2 separate regions of the Rattus norvegicus genome follow, and region 2 is linked to region 1. Evidence: chromatin contacts called from public Hi-C data. All regions are on one chromosome and are shown on one strand. Each heading gives the region's core, a stretch centred on a gene start, on an enhancer-like site or on the middle of the called end of the contact. The rest is flanking DNA. Distances are from core to core; before and after follow the strand shown.

Region 1 (5,396 bases), core at 1,874-4,373:
TCAGCATTCAGGGCTCAGACAGGGTCAGATCACAGGATAGGAAAAGGTTTCCTGTCCCGAAAACAAAAACCTCCATATGTTCTTCCAGCCATGTCCCCACAAAGGAGGTCCCGCCCTCTTTATCCGGTTCCTATATCCAAGTATGCCATGAGAGACATACTTGCATGAGATTAACAGTACGGAATAGAGTCGCCATCATGTTACTCTTTTCAAAGAGGAGATACAGTTGCTTTGGAAGCCCGTGCACACTGTCACTCATGTGCAGTTCTGCAGATGCTCTGCTGTGTTCTGTATCTCCCGTCAGATGCTCTAATTTGGGGCCAGCTGTGTGTTTAGCTCTATGATGAGCATTGTTGTCTTACAGAAAGCAAGATACACACACATGTACACACACACACACACACACACACACACACACACACACACACACACACACACCATGGTGGCAGAGAGAATTTCAGCAGTTCTGTCTCCTAGTTTGTTCTTGGTCACTTTTGGTGCATCTTCCCCTCCAGGCTACCTATATTCTGGCTGTCAAGCTCCACTATGAGATGCAAAGACCCCATCATAATCCGAGCAGAGTTATGTCTATCCACTTAATGATTCTGCCTCTATAATGGTATCTTAACTAAGGTAAGTATTTTTCTTTACATTGTGTGTTTGTGTGTGCACATGCACATGCATGTGTAAACAAGAAGTCAATATGTGGAAGTGGGTTCTCTCCTGCACTCTATCAGCTTCAGAGATCAAACACAGGTAGGTAAACAGGCTTGGTGGCATGTGCCTTGACTCACTGAGCCATCTTTTCAGGTCTATGATCAATATTTTTTTAAAGTGTTGGAAGGCATATATAATAGTACTATGTGCATAAGACAGCAGAAAAATTCAGTGTGGTAAAATAATATATTTCCATAGTCCCTTGTACTTTCCCTCCATTGCCTGATTTGATCACCAGTCTAAGTGCTTTGCGGTAGATTAAGACAGCTATTACAATTTTTACTTTATGTTCTATCTAGAAGGGATATGGTGAGGGCTCAATGTCTTGGCCCCTATCACATGTTTGAAAAATGGCAGAGATGAGACTGTTTTCCTATGTTTCTCTTGGTGAACTCCCAGTGACCCAAGTGACCTCTTCCAATACAAAATGGTAAGACAGACTCTGCATCTCAGTTCTTCAGTGAAATATGATGTCTTTCCACGAGAACATAGGGCTCTGATCCTCAGTTGAGTATATGTTTACTCCTGCACACTCAATTGGCAGACCATGAGTCATTCACCTTTTGCTGCTCTCCCATGCTCACACCCCTGCCCCAGACCACATGACTACAGCATCTCTCCCTCACAATCACAGCCAGACTTCCAGTCTCAGAGCAATAAAAAGATCAGCAAGAATCATAAGTTGAGTTTCTCACGGCTAACCTTTTGAACTCGCAGACACAGATTTTGTAGGTAACAGAGCTATAAGTAGTTTTTAATCATTGTAATGCGTGCATCTGGTAGCTTAAAGTGAGATTTGAAAGTTGTTTAGGCACACTCCTCCATTTCAGATGGCATTGCAAGCTGTCACAACTACTCGAGAAATCTGGAGGTTCCTCAAAAATTGGAAATAGTTCGACCTGAGGACCCAGCTATATCACTCCTGGGCAGACACCCAAAAGATGTTCCAACATATAACAAAGACACATGCTCCACTATGTACATAGCAGCCTTATTTATAACAGCAAGAAGCTGGAAACAATCCAGATGTGCCTCAACAGAAGAATGGATACAGAAAATGTGGTACATTTACGCAATGGAGTATACTACTCAACTATTAAAAATGAGGACATGATGAATTTTGCAGTCAAATAAATGGAATTTGAAAATATCATCCTGAGTGAGGTAACCCAGACCCAAAAGGACATACATGGTATGTACTCACTTATAAGTGGATATTAGCCAAAACGTTCAGAATTCCCATGATACAAAGAAGGAAGGGCCAAATGTAGATGCTTCAATCCCACTTAGAAGGGGATTGAAAGAAAATAATCCCACTTAGAAAAACATAATTACTGGAGGCAGAGGGAAGGAGAGATCTGGGTGGGAGGGGAGAAAGAGGGACAAGATCAGGTATGGGGAGGAGACAAGAGAGACGCCCAGAAGATCAGGAGAATGAATAAAAGTATTGCAACAGTTTGGGGGATGAGAGGAACCACTAGAAAGTCCCAGACACCAGGAATGCGAGAGGCTCCCAGGACACAATGCAGATGACTTTAGTCAAGATGCCCAACAGTGGGGAGAAGGAGCCAGACAAAACCAGCCCCCGATAGAGAGATGGCGCCATCCACCCACCTCAAAAGTTTTGACCCAGAGTTGTTCCTGTCTAAAGGAAATGCAGGAACAAAAGTGGAGCAGAGACTGAAGGAACGGCTATCCAGAGACTATCCCACCTTGGGATCTATTCCATGCACAGACACCAAAACCTGACACTATTGTTGCTGCCAAGTTGTGCTCGCAGACAGAAGCTTGGCATGGCTGTCCACTGAGAGGCTCTACCAGCACCTGACTGAGACAGATACAGATAGTTACAGCCTACCGTTGGACTGAGCATGGGGCTCCCCAATGGAAGAGTTAGGAGAGGAATGAAGGAGGTGAAGGGGAGGGCATCACCATAGGAAGAACCACAATATCAACTAACCAAACTCCTCAGAGCTCCCAGGGACTAAGCCACCAACCAAAGAGTATACATGAGTAGGTCTGTGGCCCACCACTGCATATGTAGTGGGAGGGGATATGCTTGATTCTGTGGAGGATTGATGCCCCAGAGGAGAGGGATGCTAAAGGGGTTAGGTGAGAGCGGGTGGCTTCTAAGAGGTGAAGGGGAGGGGTGTGGAGTGGGGTCCTTATGGAGGAAGCATGGGGAAAGAGGGCAACATTTGAAATGTAAATAAATAAAATAATTCATTAAAATAGTTGCCTCTCAGCTTAAAAAAGAAAGAATTCGTTACATTTGAAGCAAATCATAAAAAATTCTGCAGTAGATTACAAAAGTGAGACTTCTCTGCTTCTACTAACCACAGGAATGAGAATCAGAAACTCGAGTAGAGCCTGAAGCAATAGCCTTATAAGGTCATGGGCACATTAGCACTGTGCCAAACGTCGGAGGAAAAGGAAGTTTGTATCATTTGACAACAATGGTCGGAATCAGCCCAGATACCGCAGTAGGTTACTCTGGTCTTCTTTTATAGTAGAAAACAACAGTTAATATTCAAGGGGAAATGGTCAAAGTTGCATCCAGTGATTCTTCTGGGCAGGGTTTATGAATACAGATGTCACCATAATGTTCCCTAGAGTCACCAGACATCCTATTCTATGAGGAAGCCGCTTCCATTTATCCACAGCATGCTCCCGAACTTCCTGGGGACAACGCTCCTCCAGTCCACAGTCAGAAGAGGCCCTGGAATAACCTGTTCTGTTCCCATCCGTTATTCTAATCCAGATAAACGTGCCAGTGACTTCAAAACAGGTGACAGACTTTCCTCTTCAAGCGTCCTCTGTGAAGTGGAGGAAACAGAAGCAGGCAAGGCAGAGTTCCCGTGCACTCATTAGAACAGTATTTTTAGAGTTTACTTCATGATAGGCATTGTGTTTGGCTTGAGGTGAGCATTGGAAAGGAAAGAACTGTACTGTTCAGAGATGCAACAGTGGGGCTTATACCCAGGAAGGGTTGTTGGTGGTCGTGGTCAGTTCTGTTGTTGTTGTAATGAAGGTGAAGGTCAGCTCCAGCACCCTCATGATCCCCAGAATGCCCTTTTAGCCTCATTATCTATATATGTCAGACAGAACAATGTAGCCATCTCATTAGACTAATAAAGTGAGTTGGGAATGGTTAGTAGACACAGTTTCTGGAACTAGTGCACTTCAGAAAGAGCCTCCAACTGTAACAGATTCCCAAAAAGGTCTATATCTCTGACTTCAGAAGCCTCCACAGGTGTCTGAAAAGCCAGAACAAAGTTTATGCTGACCTTTGGAAACATGACTTCCCTGCACTCCACAGTAATCAAAGGGAGACTGGGAAAGAAAGATAAGGTGGGGTGGGCTGGGGGGATAAAGGCAGCAGCCTAAGCTAATCTTCAGTGTTCCTTTTTCCACAGTGATGAAGTCAAAATGGGAAACACAGCACAGGCCTGAAATACTCTGGTCTTGAGGACTTTTTGCCTTGGCATGAAATCAACGTGCGTGTGTGTGTGTGTGCGCACATACATACACAGATTTATTCATGAGTTGTCAAATATTTAGAAAACCCATATGATTTGAACAATCCCCAAACATTTAGTCAAATAAACCTCATGGCTCATCATGTCTAAGTGAAAATCTTACGTGTGTTTCTCAAAATCCTTCATAAATGTAACCATTGACATGACGTTTCACTTTAAAGGGGAAATTGAGGCATGAATGTGTTCAACAATTTTTCCCAAGAACAAAACGGGTTTATGGTTAATTATCTAAAGAAAGATTTTTGTTGCTGGCCCAAAGGTTAAAAAAAATTGCCAGATACTTTTTATAGGACTTCCTATTTTGTGAAAATATCAGGTAGAATGTAGGTAATCCATGTTAATATGAACATTTAGAATTATAATACTGTGGCCAAGTTATAATTATTCTATTTTAAATATATTGAATTCAGTATGTTTTCTGAAAGAAAGAGGTTGAACTCAGTGATGTAAGCCTTTGAACAATGTCTTAGCGACCATTGTCTCATTGCCACCCTCGTGCAGTAGAGCTTAGTGTCAGTGATGGGGTTCCTCTCCATTAGATGGGACTGTACGTGTTTGCCAATGCCACCACAGCCAGGCACAGACTAGGTTGCTTAAGCAGAAATATATTTCTCAGAGTCCTGGAGGCTGTAAAGCCAAGATTAAGGTATCAGCAGGATTGGTTTCTACTGTAAGTTTTTCTTCTTGCCTTGGAGACACCCATCTTCCCCTGCCTAACCCCATTTCTCACTTCTGTACTCACAGTCTATGTCCAGATGTCCTCTCGTAAGGACACTGATCTTGAGATTGGCACTTACTCTAATGGCTTCGTGTAAATCATCTGCCTCCTTTAAAGTCTTGTCTGAAACTATAAATATATTCTGAGATCCTACAGGGTAAGATTTCAACACCTAAATTTAGGGGTTCGTACAAAACAGGGGCAAGGCCTCTGAATGAAGAAAAGCTTATTCATCAATACCAGGATGTGGATACAGCAACAACAAAAATCAACCTGGGTTGGAAACCTGCTACTCAATGTGACCTGTTCCTCAGAGGATTCGACACACAGGGTGAGAGGTCTCACAGAACAGCCTCCCAATTTCACCGAAGACAGATGTCGAAACACCGTGTAACTACTGCTCACATTTATTTACTCAAGAA
Region 2 (5,396 bases), core at 1,361-3,860, 76 kb before region 1:
CGCAAACGAGGCAGAAGGGAAGGCTGAAAGCCAGGATTGTCCGGAGACACACATTATTTACACTTGAGCGCATGCTTGCATGATCCTGGAGGTGGAGGGGTGGGTGGGGAGGAAGGATCTCAACGTTTTGTACAGTAATGACATTGCAACATTCTTTTAGTGTGTGTGTGTGTGTGTGTGTGTGTGTGTGTGTGTGTGTGACATGTACACGTGTGTGTGAGAACTGATGTTAATACACCCTATTAACCTAGGACTTCAAATCTGTTGGACAAGCAATTGAACTACATTCCCAGCGCCTTTCTAAACATTTGATTTTGAGCCAGGGTTTTAGTATGTTGAACAGGCTGGCTCTGTAGTCCAGGTAGGCCTTGCATTTGCAGTCCCTCTGCCTCAGCCTCCGGAGTAGCACCACAAAGCACCACTTGGCATAAGTATTCATTTCATCCTAGTATAAATTACTTCCTGGGGTTAGTGGGAGACGAGGAGGAGACAGCACAGGGGACATGAAGCCAAGCGCATCTGCCTTGCAGCAGTTTGGAGATCTCACCTCTATGTTTCTCATCTTGTGCTTACCAAGTGCTATGGGCATTGGAACCAGCTTTGAGGTCAAGAAAAGAAATCCAAGAAACAAAACAAAACAAAACAAAACAAAACAAAACAAAACAAAACAAAACAAAACCCCACCTGTCCTCAGTGCCCTTAAACCCTCCCTTTCCAGACAATGACTTTGCTGGACTGGCACTGGCACCTCTGGAGTACTTAATGTGAATGTATTTTGGGCATGGCTGGCATTTTTGATAGTGTTAACATTGTTAAGTGTGCATTTCAATAATCTATTGTTTTGACTACTCTTAGTTTCTTGTGGCCAATCACTGAAGTCAAGGAAACAATGGAATCCTGTCTTAATCTCCAAGTGATTAGCTGTGAGAAACTTTTGCTTTGATTACATTTCCGTTTCATCGAACGAATTCTGAGTTATTTCCTGACGTACGTTTATTTCCCTTGCCCTTATCCATGCTTCCAACATTCATTTTAATTCTACCACTATGTACTTTCCACAAAGGCTCCACAAATACAAAGATGCACAGGAAACAGAACCTGGATCTCATGTTAAAGTGGTTTAAAATGTCAGATGAGTAAGTAAGTGAGAATTGAAAACCTTTTTCTCAGTCTGTCTGAATGCAGCTGCCGATTATGGTTTTGTCAGGGAAATACTCCCTGACAGCTCACCTGCTTTCTTTCATACTTAAAAAACAAACAAACAAACAAACAAACAAACAAAACTCAGCTAATGATTTGAAAACCATGGGCATTGGGGTGCTAGGGCAGGACACATGAAAAGCAATATGGCCACGGCCTCTGTGTTTTAACCAATTCTGCATCAGAGGACACACCTTTCTCAAGGGGGGCCAGTGACTACCAGAAGCTGCTATGTTTTCGCAGAAGACATGTCGGAAGTAATGGGATCAGTGATGCTTGCTAGCTGTGTCCACACTAGATATCAGTGGCCTCTCAGGGAGTGTGGCTATCTCTCAGCACCCCATCCTGAAGACCGATAAGATAATTAGATGAGCTACTAAGATGTGCGGTGGGCATCTGTCGAAGCAGCAGCAGTGATCTTGGTCTTTCTCTTTACAGATGGTTGTGAGCCACCATGTGGTTGCTGGGAATTGAACTCATGACCTCTGGAAGAGCAGTCGGGTGCTCTTAACCGCTGAGCCATCTCTCCGATCTTGGTCTTTCAAGTGAACTGTGAATAGGCTCTTATCATCTTCCAGGCAACCTTATGGTTCTTATGTTGATGAGTGTGCAGAAGGGCCATGGATAGCTTCAGACCCAAATAGCATTTTTAGTCAGTGCTCTTGTTTTAAGTAAATTTCAAGTTTTTACTGTGTTTTGTTCAAAAGCACATCTGTATTTATAATGACTAATCCATTTGGCTTCTTTCTGTTTGGTGGGCATGCTCGTCTCCTGATGCCAGATCCTCTGTTTTCCTTGGAGAACTGTGCTTGTTTTTTCTTAAGTGGATTTGTAACTATTTTCTTTGCTCTGATATTCTTCCTGGTGGTGGTGGTGGGGCGGGGGGAGGTTTGAACTCCTAAACCACAAGTGAAGCAATAGGAAGTGATGTTCCCGAGACGGAGACATGAGCAGAGCAGGTGTGTTCTGAGGATAGTTATGTGTTTACGTAGGGGGAGAGTAAACTATTAGAAAACTGCTGGGAACGTAGGAAGACTTGTCACCAACTGAGACTTAAAAATGAGCCAAAAGGAGTGTTGGATCCAAAGTCTAACAACTTCCTTTTAAAAAAGAATTTTATAACTTTTGAGATTATAATAAAATCTTGTCATTTTCTACCTTTTCTTTCCTCATTTCAACCCCTCTTATGTGGTTTCCCCCCTTTCAAATGATGGTCTCATTTCCTTTAACTGTTGTTATGTGTGTAAAATGTATTTCTACATGCAAAAGTACAACCTACTCCGTGTGTGTGTGTGTGTGTGTGTGTGTGTGTGTGTGTGTGTGTGTGTGTTCAGGACAGACCATTTGGTATTAGGTAGTGGTTATGTTCTGCCCCAGGGAAGACTTTTTCTCCTCTTTTCAGTCTTCCTCATTGTCCAAAGATCTTTGTCTAGGATTGAAGTCTCTTGACCTCTAATCTTCTCCTATTAGCATATCTATTGGTGTTGTCCTTTCTCAGGGTCTGTTTAGGTAGCAATGTTGTGAGACATCCTGGGTGTAGCTTCTCTGACATTTAGAGAAGACAAAATCTCACAGCAAACTCTCTGACTTGTTAACATTTTTCCTTTCTTTCCTCTACAGTGATCCCCGAGCTTTAGGGACAGGAATTGTGTTGTTCATGTATCCACTGTGACTGACAATTCTGCACCTTGGTCAGCTATGGTTTTCTGTAATAATCCCCATCTATCCATCTACTGCAAAGAGAGATTTCTTTGATGAAGGGTGAGAACTTCATTTATCTGCTGAATGTTTAGGATGTAGTTAGGAATTATGTTGGTTTAAGAAAGTGGTGGCTGTTGGTTCTCCTACAAGATCTATGACTTTACTAACTCCGAGTCATTGGCTAGGTTTCAGAACCAGGAATGATTTTCCTCTTGCTGACTAGACTTTACATCCGATTACAGAGCTCTTGATAACCACCAAGGTATGTGCGATCCTACTCCACCCTTGGCTGCATGCTGCTGTGGTTTGTAGGTCATAAACCGTTGCTTCCTTCCTTTGGAAGCTGCCACGGTACATCTGGAACCATGAACACTAGTTGTCAAGGGAGGAGGCTTTCAGGTCAGATCCAGCTCAGATCCTCTGGAACCTGGTATTTTCAGCAGTAGGGACTTACTTCACACCTCTGAGGGTCAGGAGGACAACCAAGGATGGCAGCAATAGCCTACATAATGTTTGAGAGCCTCTTTGACGGCCTTGACCAACTGAGAAGAGGGTTTCTTATCCTGGTGTTGGATATTTTCCTACAATGTTCAGTCCTCAGCTGAGTTAGTTAGCAGTCACCAAATCCACGGAGTATAGCAGGCACTGTAAGACCAGGTTGTGGAGAAGCAGGACCCCCCGAGACTGACAGCTGCCAAGTTAACTAGTTCTGGCTCTCATGAGAGCCCTCATGTCAGGTCGTTATATCATTGTCCCATCTCACTTTTATTACCAGCATGATTTAGAATCTGTCTCTGTGGCTTTTCTTTGTTTGCTGCATTCCAGGGGACCCTGGTACTTGGAAATCGCCATACAGATCGAACAATAAATATAGTATCCTCTTGAAATATCTTTACCCTGTTTTAGGTTGCCCATGCGAAGGGGCTCTGGATATATGGGTGTTAAGAATCTAGCATCTTCAAAGGTACACATTTCTATTTGGGTAGAATCCACTTACTGTGTGTGAAGAAAATTGCTATGCCTGGAAGAGAGTGGTTTACATCGTTTGGAAGCTCAGTTAAGAGCTGAGATGCTGTTTCAAGCTAGACTTCTTAGTCTTGTAAGGAGTGACTCAAGAGACACATTGGTCTTGTGGGAGATCTTGGGAATCTCTTCAGTTTGAAATTACTCTTTCTGGCATCTCCTACACTTCCAAAATACCCTGAGCCGCGGATGATGTTGTGACTTCAGACCAGCACTCAGAGAATCTTCTTCTCAGGGTCTTTACTTAGTTCATGACTGGCCTGACCATAGACAGCTGCTGCGTTGTGCCTTTTACTGAAGAAAGGCCTCAAGACTTACATTCAAAGCTACCTCCAAAACAATGCACGCATGTTCTTTTCAAAATTACGCCTGGGTCAAAAGCATTCATTTGCTAAATGTAAACATAAAGATTACCATAACTTGTGAAGCAGCATTCTGGAATATATTCAATTTTTAATATATTAGAGGTTTTCAAATACGTAATTGGTTCAGAGCTTGCTTAGCCTCTGAGAGGCCCTGAATTTACCACTAAATAACAGCCAGCTTTTGAGGTCCCTTAGGCTTTTGTTTGCTGCCAAATGACCCAGCTGGTTTCTGTGCTCCTAGATCCAGAGAACAGATTAGCTTTACTTTAATTCCTCATCTTCCTTACACGGATACTTCAAAGATGAGGCTCGTAGCATCGTCTTTCAGACTTTTCATGTTCATAGGACACCAGAAACTTTTTAATATTTTACCAGTTGAAGGGAAACCCTAGTTAGAGACATTTCTTTGTAAATGGAGGGAAAACAAAGGCTGAGTCCCCAAACTGCTCCAGGGATAATTCAAAGCAAGGCTGAAGGAACAAAACAGCACTGTGTGTGTGCTTGCATGTGTGTGATCTTGTGTGTGTGTGTGTGTGTGTGTGTATGTATGTGTGTGTTTGTGTGTGTGTGTGTGTGTGCACACGCGTGTGTTCTCGCATGCGTGCTCGTGCACGGTCATTCCTGGGCACATGCCATTTTAGTCTGTTTGTCTCTCTGCCTTTGTGAACTCATCTGGTCAATCCTATACAGACTTATGCAGCAGAAACTTACATATACGCAGAACTGGCTCAGGTGTTGGCCTCTACTTGTAAAAGAATCCTTGGCTTTGCCTTTTCATGGGCTGGAAGTACTACTAGTTATCTCTAAGAAATATCTGTGGCCCATTTCCATTTCAATTTGGAAGCTTGGGTCTCTAGAAGCTTCCAAGAGAAATGTCTAATTGTGCCAGCAGGGGAAGTCATGATGCAATCTCCACATACTCGGTGCTCTTTGGTTGCTATTTTCTTTAGAAAGTAATGTTTGTGCATTGCAAGACATCTGGTTTTTTAGTTTATTATACATTTCATTTAATTATTTCTAACTACAAATCTATACAAGTTCTTGGTGGAATTTTGGAAAGTATAGAAATACAGACTACCTACAGTCTAAGATATACATAACCTTGCT

What was found. Hi-C and Micro-C count contacts between places; a contact is called where the count stands out from the background.
Region 2: a contact with region 1 is called in a Hi-C map of the Rat2 cell line, with 1.9 times the contacts expected there. The contact joins two enhancer-like sites. A contact is called at or near these places in 3 of 12 Hi-C or Micro-C datasets (the A7r5 cell line, the Rat2 cell line and liver).

The regions. Positions count from the first base shown.
Region 1 is chr2:23,645,483-23,650,878 of GRCr8, reverse strand. No RefSeq gene overlaps it. Among named protein-coding and RNA genes, the nearest start is that of Atp6ap1l, 150 kb to the left of the region's middle. Within about 2 kb of position 3,123, at least 6 of the 93 cell types and tissues checked have an H3K27ac peak or open chromatin away from gene starts, as enhancers often do.
Region 2 is chr2:23,721,030-23,726,425 of GRCr8, reverse strand. No RefSeq gene overlaps it. Among named protein-coding and RNA genes, the nearest start is that of Atp6ap1l, 76 kb to the left of the region's middle. Within about 2 kb of position 2,610, at least 5 of the 93 cell types and tissues checked have an H3K27ac peak or open chromatin away from gene starts, as enhancers often do.